Linked DNA regions of Mus musculus: regions 1 and 3 are each linked to region 2. The links are chromatin contacts, called in public HiCAR-type and Micro-C maps. All regions are on one chromosome and are shown on one strand. The core of a region is the stretch at or near the end of the contact, and the rest is flanking DNA. Distances in the headings are between cores, read along the strand shown.

The links. Hi-C and Micro-C count contacts between places; a contact is called where the count stands out from the background. HiCAR-type assays count read pairs that join an accessible place to other places.
Region 1: a contact with region 2 is called in a HiCAR-type map of astrocytes, with 5 times the contacts expected there. The contact joins the promoter of En2 here to the promoter of 3110082J24Rik in region 2. A contact is called at or near these places in 1 of 39 promoter capture datasets (embryonic stem cells), 3 of 484 Hi-C or Micro-C datasets (all in embryonic stem cells) and 4 of 115 datasets of contacts at active chromatin or transcription factors (astrocytes, embryonic hindbrain and embryonic stem cells).
Region 3: a Micro-C map of embryonic stem cells shows a contact between it and region 2, with 6 times the contacts expected there. The contact joins the promoter of 9530036O11Rik here to the promoter of 3110082J24Rik in region 2. A contact is called at or near these places in 3 of 39 promoter capture datasets (the SN4741 cell line, embryonic stem cells and hippocampal neurons) and 2 of 484 Hi-C or Micro-C datasets (both in embryonic stem cells).

What each region holds. Positions count from the first base shown.
Region 1 is chr5:28,164,342-28,167,041 of GRCm38.p6, forward strand. En2 (engrailed 2) reads left to right here and starts at 1,355. Exons shown (of 2, transcript NM_010134.4): 1 at 1,355-2,700. The coding sequence starts at 2,186.
Region 2 is chr5:30,104,792-30,107,491 of GRCm38.p6, forward strand. 3110082J24Rik (RIKEN cDNA 3110082J24 gene) reads right to left here and starts at 1,295. Exons shown (of 3, transcript NM_001256263.1): 1 at 1,216-1,295; 2 at 272-623. The coding sequence starts at 568. It overlaps Garem2 (GRB2 associated regulator of MAPK1 subtype 2), which reads left to right and starts at 405. Exons shown (of 6, transcript NM_001167879.1): 1 at 405-612. The coding sequence starts at 501.
Region 3 is chr5:28,465,520-28,468,249 of GRCm38.p6, forward strand. It overlaps 9530036O11Rik (RIKEN cDNA 9530036O11Rik), which reads left to right and starts at 1,465. Exons shown (of 7, transcript NR_015562.2): 1 at 1,465-1,829. Shh (sonic hedgehog) reads right to left here and starts at 1,582. Exons shown (of 3, transcript NM_009170.3): 1 at 942-1,582. The coding sequence starts at 1,244.

The DNA of each region.
Region 1 (2,700 bases), core at 105-2,604, 1.9 Mb before region 2:
TACATTTCCATATTTTTTTTCACAGACGTGGGAGCCTGTAGTAACCAGAATTTTGGTAGGGGAGAGAAAAGCAAACTGAAAAGATCTTGGGAGATGTTGGGGAAAGAGAGTAGAAAAGAGCCATTCTGTCAGCAACTGGAGGGAAGTTTAGAGAAGGAATAAAGACAGAGCAAGGGAAAACAAATTGGAGCTCCCCCTCCTATCACAGCATCCCTATTCTTTCAAATTAGCCTTGCTTTCTTCCAAAATCAGCTTAAATGTTTTGATACAAAGATAAGGAGATCAGTGGCCTGGTGGCTCAACATAGGAAATGGGGAGTACTGATGACTGGCTCTCTGTCTCAGTCTCTGTCTCTGACTGGCTCTCTGTCTCTCTCTGTCTCTCTCTGTCTCTCTCTGTCTCTGTCTCTCTCTCTCTCTGTCTCTGTCTCTGTCTCTCTGTCTCTCTGTCTCTCTCTCTCTCTCTCTCTCTCTCTCTCTCTCTCTCTCTCTCTCTCTGTGTGTGTGTGTGTGTGTGTGTGTGTGTACAGCTGTATTCAGGATCACTTGTGGGGTGGATGGGTTAAAGGTTTGGCTAAGCAGTCATCACTCATTTCTAAATTAGAAGATCATGTTATAACCCTTCTTAAATAATCCTTTTATTTCTCCTTTCTTAAATGGTGCACTAAAGTGTATTCTCGCATAGATAAAGATCTACGTTGAGGTTCCCGAGGAGCCACTGTCCACGGGTGGAATCTTTCCGTATGCATGCGTCTCCTGCACAGGCACAAACATGCATGCTGAGAGTAGGATTCTGCAGGTACCTGTGCTCTTGCCTGCCGATTAGGACTGCACGCTGCTGGGGAACCAAAGTGACAATTTTCCCCTCCACCAGCAAAGAAAGCGGGTCACAAACGTCCCTTTGTATCTCGGTACCTCATTTAATTTTATTTATGCATTTTGTGCAAGGAATTGTGGGATCTCACCACACCGTAAACAATATGGGAATGTTAAAAAATAACGATCTTTCGGCGCGTGTCCAGTTAGGCGTAGCAGTGACCTGGTGGGACTGTTCACAAGCTTCCTCAGCGTCTCTAACCGAGAGAAGATGAGGAGTGCGAGTGAGCACCGCTGACTCGCCGATGGATCTGGCTGGATTATAGGCTCCCGCGCCGGGAGCCCTGGGCACGGCCACTTTAAAGGGGGGAGGGGAGGTGGCGGCGGGGGAGGGGCGGCAGGCGGTTCCTGTCACCAAGCTGCCGCGGGCGCGTCACGTGGATGAGCGGCGCGGCTGCCATTGGCCCGAGGCACGTGTCCAGGAGACCGGCCCGCGACGTCACTTGAGGGGGCTCTGTTAAAAATAAGAACAAAAATCCAGAGTGAAAGTGTCTCAGGTTGCGCTAAGTGGCCTGAAATTTTCCCGAGCCCGCGCGAAAGCCGAGGCAGCGAAGGCGCGCGGACCGGGAGGGAGGGAGCGCAGGAGGCCCTGCCCGGCCCGGCCTCCCGCCCCTCACTCATGCGGCTCGGGCCGCGGGGCTGCGCGGGGCTCAGCGGGGGCGCAGCCGCTCGCCCGTGGGGCGCCCCGGCCCGCAGCGGGGCGGCGGCCTGGCGCGGGGAGCCCCGGGGCGGGCGGAGCGCAGCGCGGGCCCACGGCCCTCCATGTGCGTGCTGGCGGCTGCGGGCGCGCTGAGAACCCGCGCCCAGCAGCCTCGAGGGTCGGCCGGGACCGGCGGGTGGCAACGGCCGAGCAGTGGCTGCCCGAGCGGGCCCGAGCGGCAGTGAGCGCGGGCGGCGCGCTGCCTGCATGCGCGCGGCAGCGGCGGAGGCGGCGGCGCCGGAGCCCGAGGCTGCTGACCACCAAAAGGAGCGCGGAGTTGCACGGACGTCCCGGGTCCCCGGAGTGGTGCGGTGACCATCTAGAGTCCGGTGCGTCGCCAAGACCGGGACCCGCTTCCGTTGAATCGCCCGGCGTCCCTGCCGGCGGGGAGACTGGTGATTTGCTAACGCACTCCGTGGATCCGAACGTGGCTTGGCTCCGAGCGCGCCCGGCGACCTGTAGGACTCCAGCCCTGGCCACTGTCGCCGCTCGCACGCTCGGAGGACTCGGCTGCGTAGGAGCGCTCGGGGCTCGCTGTGTGCCGCGGATCGGCCGGAGATCGCTTTGGCGGTGGGCCGGTGGAGAGGCGATTTGGGATTTTCTGTGAAGTATGGAGGAGAAGGATTCCAAGCCCAGCGAGACGGCGGCGGAGGCGCAGAGACAGCCGGAACCCAGCTCCGGCGGCGGCTCTGGCGGCGGCAGCAGCCCGAGCGACTCGGACACCGGCCGCCGGCGGGCTCTGATGCTGCCCGAGGTCCTACAGGCGCCAGGCAACCACCAGCATCCACATCGCATCACCAACTTCTTCATCGATAACATCCTGCGGCCTGAGTTTGGCCGCCGAAAGGACGCGGGGACTTGCTGTGCGGGCGCGGGCGGAGCCAGGGGAGGCGAAGGCGGCGCTGGCACTACCGAAGGAGGCGGCGGCGGCGCAGGCGGAGCCGAGCAGCTACTGGGCGCCAGGGAGTCCCGACCGAACCCAGCGTGCGCACCCAGCGCGGGAGGAACGCTCTCCGCCGCCGCTGGCGACCCTGCGGTCGACGGAGAAGGAGGTTCCAAGACGCTATCACTTCACGGTGGTGCCAAAAAACCCGGCGATCCTGGGGGTTCCTTGGATGGAGTGCT
Region 2 (2,700 bases), core at 45-2,544:
GGGGTGGAGCGGGGTTTCGGAAAGTGCTCTTACAGGATTCCAACACTACTTAGATTCAAACTCCAAGTGCCGCCTGCCCTCTTTGCTCCTCCCCAGTCTGAGCATCCCCGCCGCTGAGCTTGGAGTAGCGGATGTGAGCAACGCAGCAATCCTGAGTCCGGACTCCGCGAGGCCTTGGCACGAGGGGAAAACCTCGGACACCCACCCGGCCAGAGTCCCATCGGACCTGTTCTCTTTTCCCTAACCATCTCCACCCCGAGCACCCTGTCACCTGGGCGCTCCGGGGGTGCGGGCCCGGCGGGCGGGGCGCGGGGCGGGGATGGGGGTGGGGGCTGATGCCCCGTGGAAGGAGGCTGGCCACGTGACTCCCGAGGCTCAGCTGGGCTGCCAGGCGGGGAGCGCCGCTTCGGCCCAGGAGGAGGTGGTGGGCGCGCAGCCCGAGCTGCGCGGGACTGGCCGTCGGGGTCCCGGGACGGCGAACCCCGGGGAGCGCCCATGCCATGGAGAAGCTGGCGGCCGGGCTGGCCGGGCTGCGCTGGAGCATGGGCGCTTTCCCGCTGGACCTCATCGTCAGCCGCTGCCGCCTGCCCACGCTCGCCTGCCTCGGACCAGGTACCCGGTGTCTAGAGGGGAGACGGAGGCGGAGGATGCGAAAAGTCGGGGCTTCGCTCTGTTGGAGCTGGCAGGACTTACAGGCGCATTCAGTCACTACCCTCCCTGTCCCCGTTGATGGGGGGCTTTGCTTGTCTTCTGGGGCTGCTCCTGGCACAACCGGAGCCCCCAAGTCTGGGAGCCGCTTCTGGGCCCCTCCGACCCCCCACAGGGTTAGTAACTGGCCGCAGGGTTGCAACAAAGTTTTCAGTCCCCCTGGAGCCAGTAGCGATGCTGAGTCTGTGGGCCGCTCTGTCGGTGCACCCCGCTTTCCCGGCGCCTATCGGCCCCTGCCCAGGCCGCACCCCCTTGATCCCTTTGTCTTCCAGCCTCTCACCTTCATCGTACCGCATCTCTTGGACCACGATAGGTCTTTCCCTACCATCCCCGCTAGTCCCTTTTTGGGACCTTTCCTGAACCGTCCTTTGACATCCTGAGGTCTTTTGGCAACGGGCAGACTATCCTCCGGAGAGGCCTGAGTGAGCGGGCCGGCCACCAGGCACCCCCCTCCCACACACACACACCCTTCCCTATCTCAGCAGAGGACCCCCGGCCCTCCCCCACCTCTCGTCCTATTTCGCCAGCAGGTGCGGGTGTTCCGATGATGGGACCGAATATAGGAGAGCCTGAAGGCTGCACAGAGCAAGAGGACTGTAGTGTTGGGGGAAAGGGGAGCTGTTTGGTTGGGGGAGGGGCGGGAGCCGGGGCTGGCAGCCAGGCTGGGGGTTTTGTGTGTGAGAAGAATAGGGGTTTGGCCCGCGTTGGCACACTCGCTTCCCTGAATGCTAATGGGACTCCTGTGCTGTTCTTGGACTGGCAGCCCCTCCTCAGACCCGCAACAGCAAGAACTGGGCACAGTGAGCACCAGGCGGGCCGAAGCAGGCTCAGTGGGACTTCAGTGTGTCCCGGTCCTTTAGGTGGAATACCTGGCAGTCTAACTCTGGTGGGACCTCACTCACTGCTCAGCGTGAGATCCCAGGACTGCGCTTGCAGCTGGACTGTGTCTGCTTGTGAATAGGAAATTCTGCCCTAGGTTCTTCCTGCTCACTTCCCACGCATCTCTTTGACACCCTTTTCTTTGAGTTCTTTTCTGAGCGCTTCTTTATGGCTAGGACTTCTCTGTGCTTCCCTGACACCTGTGCGCCCCATTCCACAGGGCTGCTGGCTTTTGGGGAGGGCCAAGGAGTATGGACATTCATTCATTAAGTGAATGAATGAATGAGCAATAGTGTGGGATGGCCTAGCTGTCTGTGACAGTGTGGTTATTACTGTCGTAACCATTAGAATAAAAATGTATGCTTGAAATTGTGTGTCCTTGGAAGTCCTCTCGTTGGTATGCATTCAGGAGGGGTCCCCTGGTAGGATCTTGAGACTGAGTTGTGCTGTTTGGATGACAAGCATTTGTCTTGTTGGGTGCAGCTGAACTATTGCTGAGGGTGACCCCTGGCTATTGGTGTGTATACCTGTGTGGCTTTGGCCTGTGTCTCTGTGGAGGAGTGGGGGGTGGGGCTTGTTAGATTAGCTCCAAGGAGAGCTTGTAGAGCTGGAGGAGAAACAACAAACCTCCCCTGTGCATATTTGCACTTTAGTGCACATACATCCTCACACCCAGAATGGGAGATCTTCCCCTGAAAGCCCTGCATACCCCACCCATTGTTCACCCCACATAGACATGCTTTATGAAGTCCCCCGCTGTTAGAGTAAACCATTTCCCATTCATTGGGCTGGTAGAAAAATTGTAAGATGTGTGTGTGTGTGTGTGTGTGTGTGTATGCCCACACGCGCGTGTGCACGTGAGGGGGCTGGGAAGGAGACATCCCCACCCCCACTGTGCCCACCAGCTGCATCCAGGATACGCCCCATCAGTCTCCTGGAAGCTGGGCTGCCCCCTCCTGCTCCCCTGGAAACCGTTGCTGGGGATGGAGCCTCTTGAGCCCAGACCCCTCCCAACCCCTGCACCTCTGCCCCTGGGCTGTTTCCCTCAGACTAGACTCCTTCCCCCTCCCCCACTCTGCTTTCCTAAATCCAGTGCCTGTGCTACCCCAACTT
Region 3 (2,730 bases), core at 215-2,714, 1.6 Mb before region 2:
ATTTCCAGCTCCAGTCATACGTGCATGGAGTTTCAGAAAGTCTCGATTTGGCTGGGAGATTGGCAGCCTGGAAATCTCAAAGGAGGTGGGATGGGAAGAGAGGCTCGTGCTTTGCTTTGCCGTCTGTCCATCCACCCTCGTCGCCGAATATTTATTCGCTTTTAATTCTTATGCAAGCAGGTTAAAAATTAAAGCGATTGCAAAGCCAGCAAGTTCCAAGTCCCTCCCCTAAGGTACCGCGGGCTCTGGAGAAATGAGGAGCATCCTTAAAGAAATATCAATACATTCTCTGACCGGCACAATTGAGGACGATGGGATCGCAGTCAGGCTACGCGATACAGTGGGGACAAGACGGGCGCCTCTGGAGCTCCTGCCTTTTGTCAGAACTGCCCCCAGGCTTTCTCAGTTACAGTTCTTTGGTGGTGGTGGGGTAAAGGGTGGGGTGGTCTTGGGAGAAAAACACAGAAAAGGAAAAGGTAGGAGCTAGGGGACGAAATGCTCCAGGCTATGTTTGCAGTGACCTGGAGGCCCTTTGAAGTGTATAGGGGCATCCCCTCTCCCTCCATTTTCTGCCTCCACTTGGAAAGGGCAGACTCCCTCAGAGTAAAGGTCTTTCTAAGTTTCAAGCTAGAATACAGGTAGTTAGAGGAGGTCGTCCCGGGAGACTAATTAAATGAGACTAATAAAATGAGACTAATAAGATAGAGAACCCCATCTTCTGGTGCCCCATTCCAGCAAACCCTAAACTTCCTGCTGGACCCTTCACCTCCTTTTTCCTCCCGGAAGAGGAGTGCTAGGTGGGCAGGTGGGTGGGGAAGGAGAGAGCAAGCCGCCTTCCTACCTGCCCAAAGAGCAAACAGAGCAGGGCTGACTGCTTGGTCACACGCACCCCCCCCCCCTCCCGGGAAGGAGTCTGTTTCCCACCCGCAATGGGTCTCTACCTGAGTCATCAGCCGGTCTGCTCCCGTGTTTTCCTCATCCTTAAATATGATGTCGGGGTTGTAATTGGGGGTGAGTTCCTTAAATCGTTCGGAGTTTCTTGTGATCTTCCCTTCATATCTGCCGCTGGCCCCTAGGGTCTTCTCGGCTACGTTGGGAATAAACTGCTTGTAGGCTAAAGGGGTCAGCTTTTTGGGGTGCCGCCTCTTTCCAAACCCCCTGCCGGGCCCACAGGCCAGCCCGGGGCACACCAGCAGCGAGGAAGCAAGGATCACCAGAAAACATCTGGCCAGCAGCAGCAGCATCTCGTCCGCGGAACCTGAGGACTTGTGAGCTGTCCCCGCGCTGTCTGTGCGCGAGCGGGTACGCGCGGGTGTGTGCGTGTGCGCTCCTCCTTGCGCTCGGCTCTCCCTTCCTCGCTCGGCTCGTTCGTTCCCTCTGGCGCTGCCTGGCTCTTTCTCTTCCTATATAACCTTGCCTGCCGCTGCTGCAGGGGACTTGTCTCCGATCCCCACCCAGACTGGGGCTGCGATGGCAGGCTGCCGGTCGCTGGTAACGGAACACATCGGAGTTGGGTCTCGAGACAGCAATTAAAAGACAAAAAGAGCCTGATTTTAAATGGTAGCAAGGCTGGAGAGCTTGTGAGACAGGCTGCCTTTCGCACTATATTATAGCTGGCAGGGGCGCATCTGATTGGCCAAGCCGCACAAGCTTGTCTTCTGATGTTAACCCTGAGAAAGACTACATTTCTCCCCCCTCTGGCTGCTGTGGCTTTATTTTCACCTGAAGGCTTCCAGTTTAAAAAAGAAAGAAAGAGAGAAAGAAAGAAAGAAAGAAAGAAAGAAAGAAAGAAAGAAAGAAAGAAAGAAAGAAAGAAAGTCTTTACTAAGGTAAAGGTGGGTGGGAGGGAGGAGGCCTGTTTATTGGAAAAATACCCCGCACTGCCTGCTTTGTGCTCAGGGCTGCTTCCCCCTTACTTTCTCTAAATGGAAGATGCTTTGGTTAAAGCCAGCATAAGTTTTTAAAGGACAGTCCAGATGCTCCCCCCCCCCCCACAAGCTTTGACCATAAAACAGCCTCTCAATTGTTTGAGGGCAACGCTGCCTCCCTCCTGTTTGCCTTATTTACACCCCATCCCCAGATGTGAGTGTACAGGACAGACGTCACGGGGTTGTGAAAACAGCTCACCTGAGCATCTCCTGAATATTTAGCATCTTTAGATAGAGGATAATCACAGGTGGCCACAACCTAAAGAGTTGCTGTTTTAAGTGCCCTAAAATACTGTCCTTTATTGTATCTCACTGACTGCACCACATTCAAGCCTCTGCAGGTGGATGGATGCATCCCAGCTGAGGGGCAGGTAAAGAGTGTCTGCAGAATGTGGTGGGGTACATAGGTTCAGTGGGTCTATGTGCTGCACCCCAGCATGGAGGGCAGCTGGTGTGTGCTTGGTGGGTAGAGGTGATCTGCCTGGGGCAACTGAAAGTGGGCAAGGCTGCATGCGTGAAGAACCCCTTCCAATCTATCCTAGCAAAGTGCAGGGCTGGGGTAAGTTGATGTGGAATTCAGGCTCCTTAACACAGTTGTATTTCACAGGAGCTTTGCAAGCTAATTTTCAAGGAAAGAAGCTGGCTAGGTGTAGGGCCTGCAGACTGAAGGTGTTAGGGATCTAGAGGACAGTGTTCTGGCCATAAGGGGCATCTTAGAAGAGGATATGCTGTCTAGAGGTCACTACTCTTGGGGTGTCCAACACTCTTTCAGGAAAAAGAAAAATTTCCAGAAAAGTCTTAG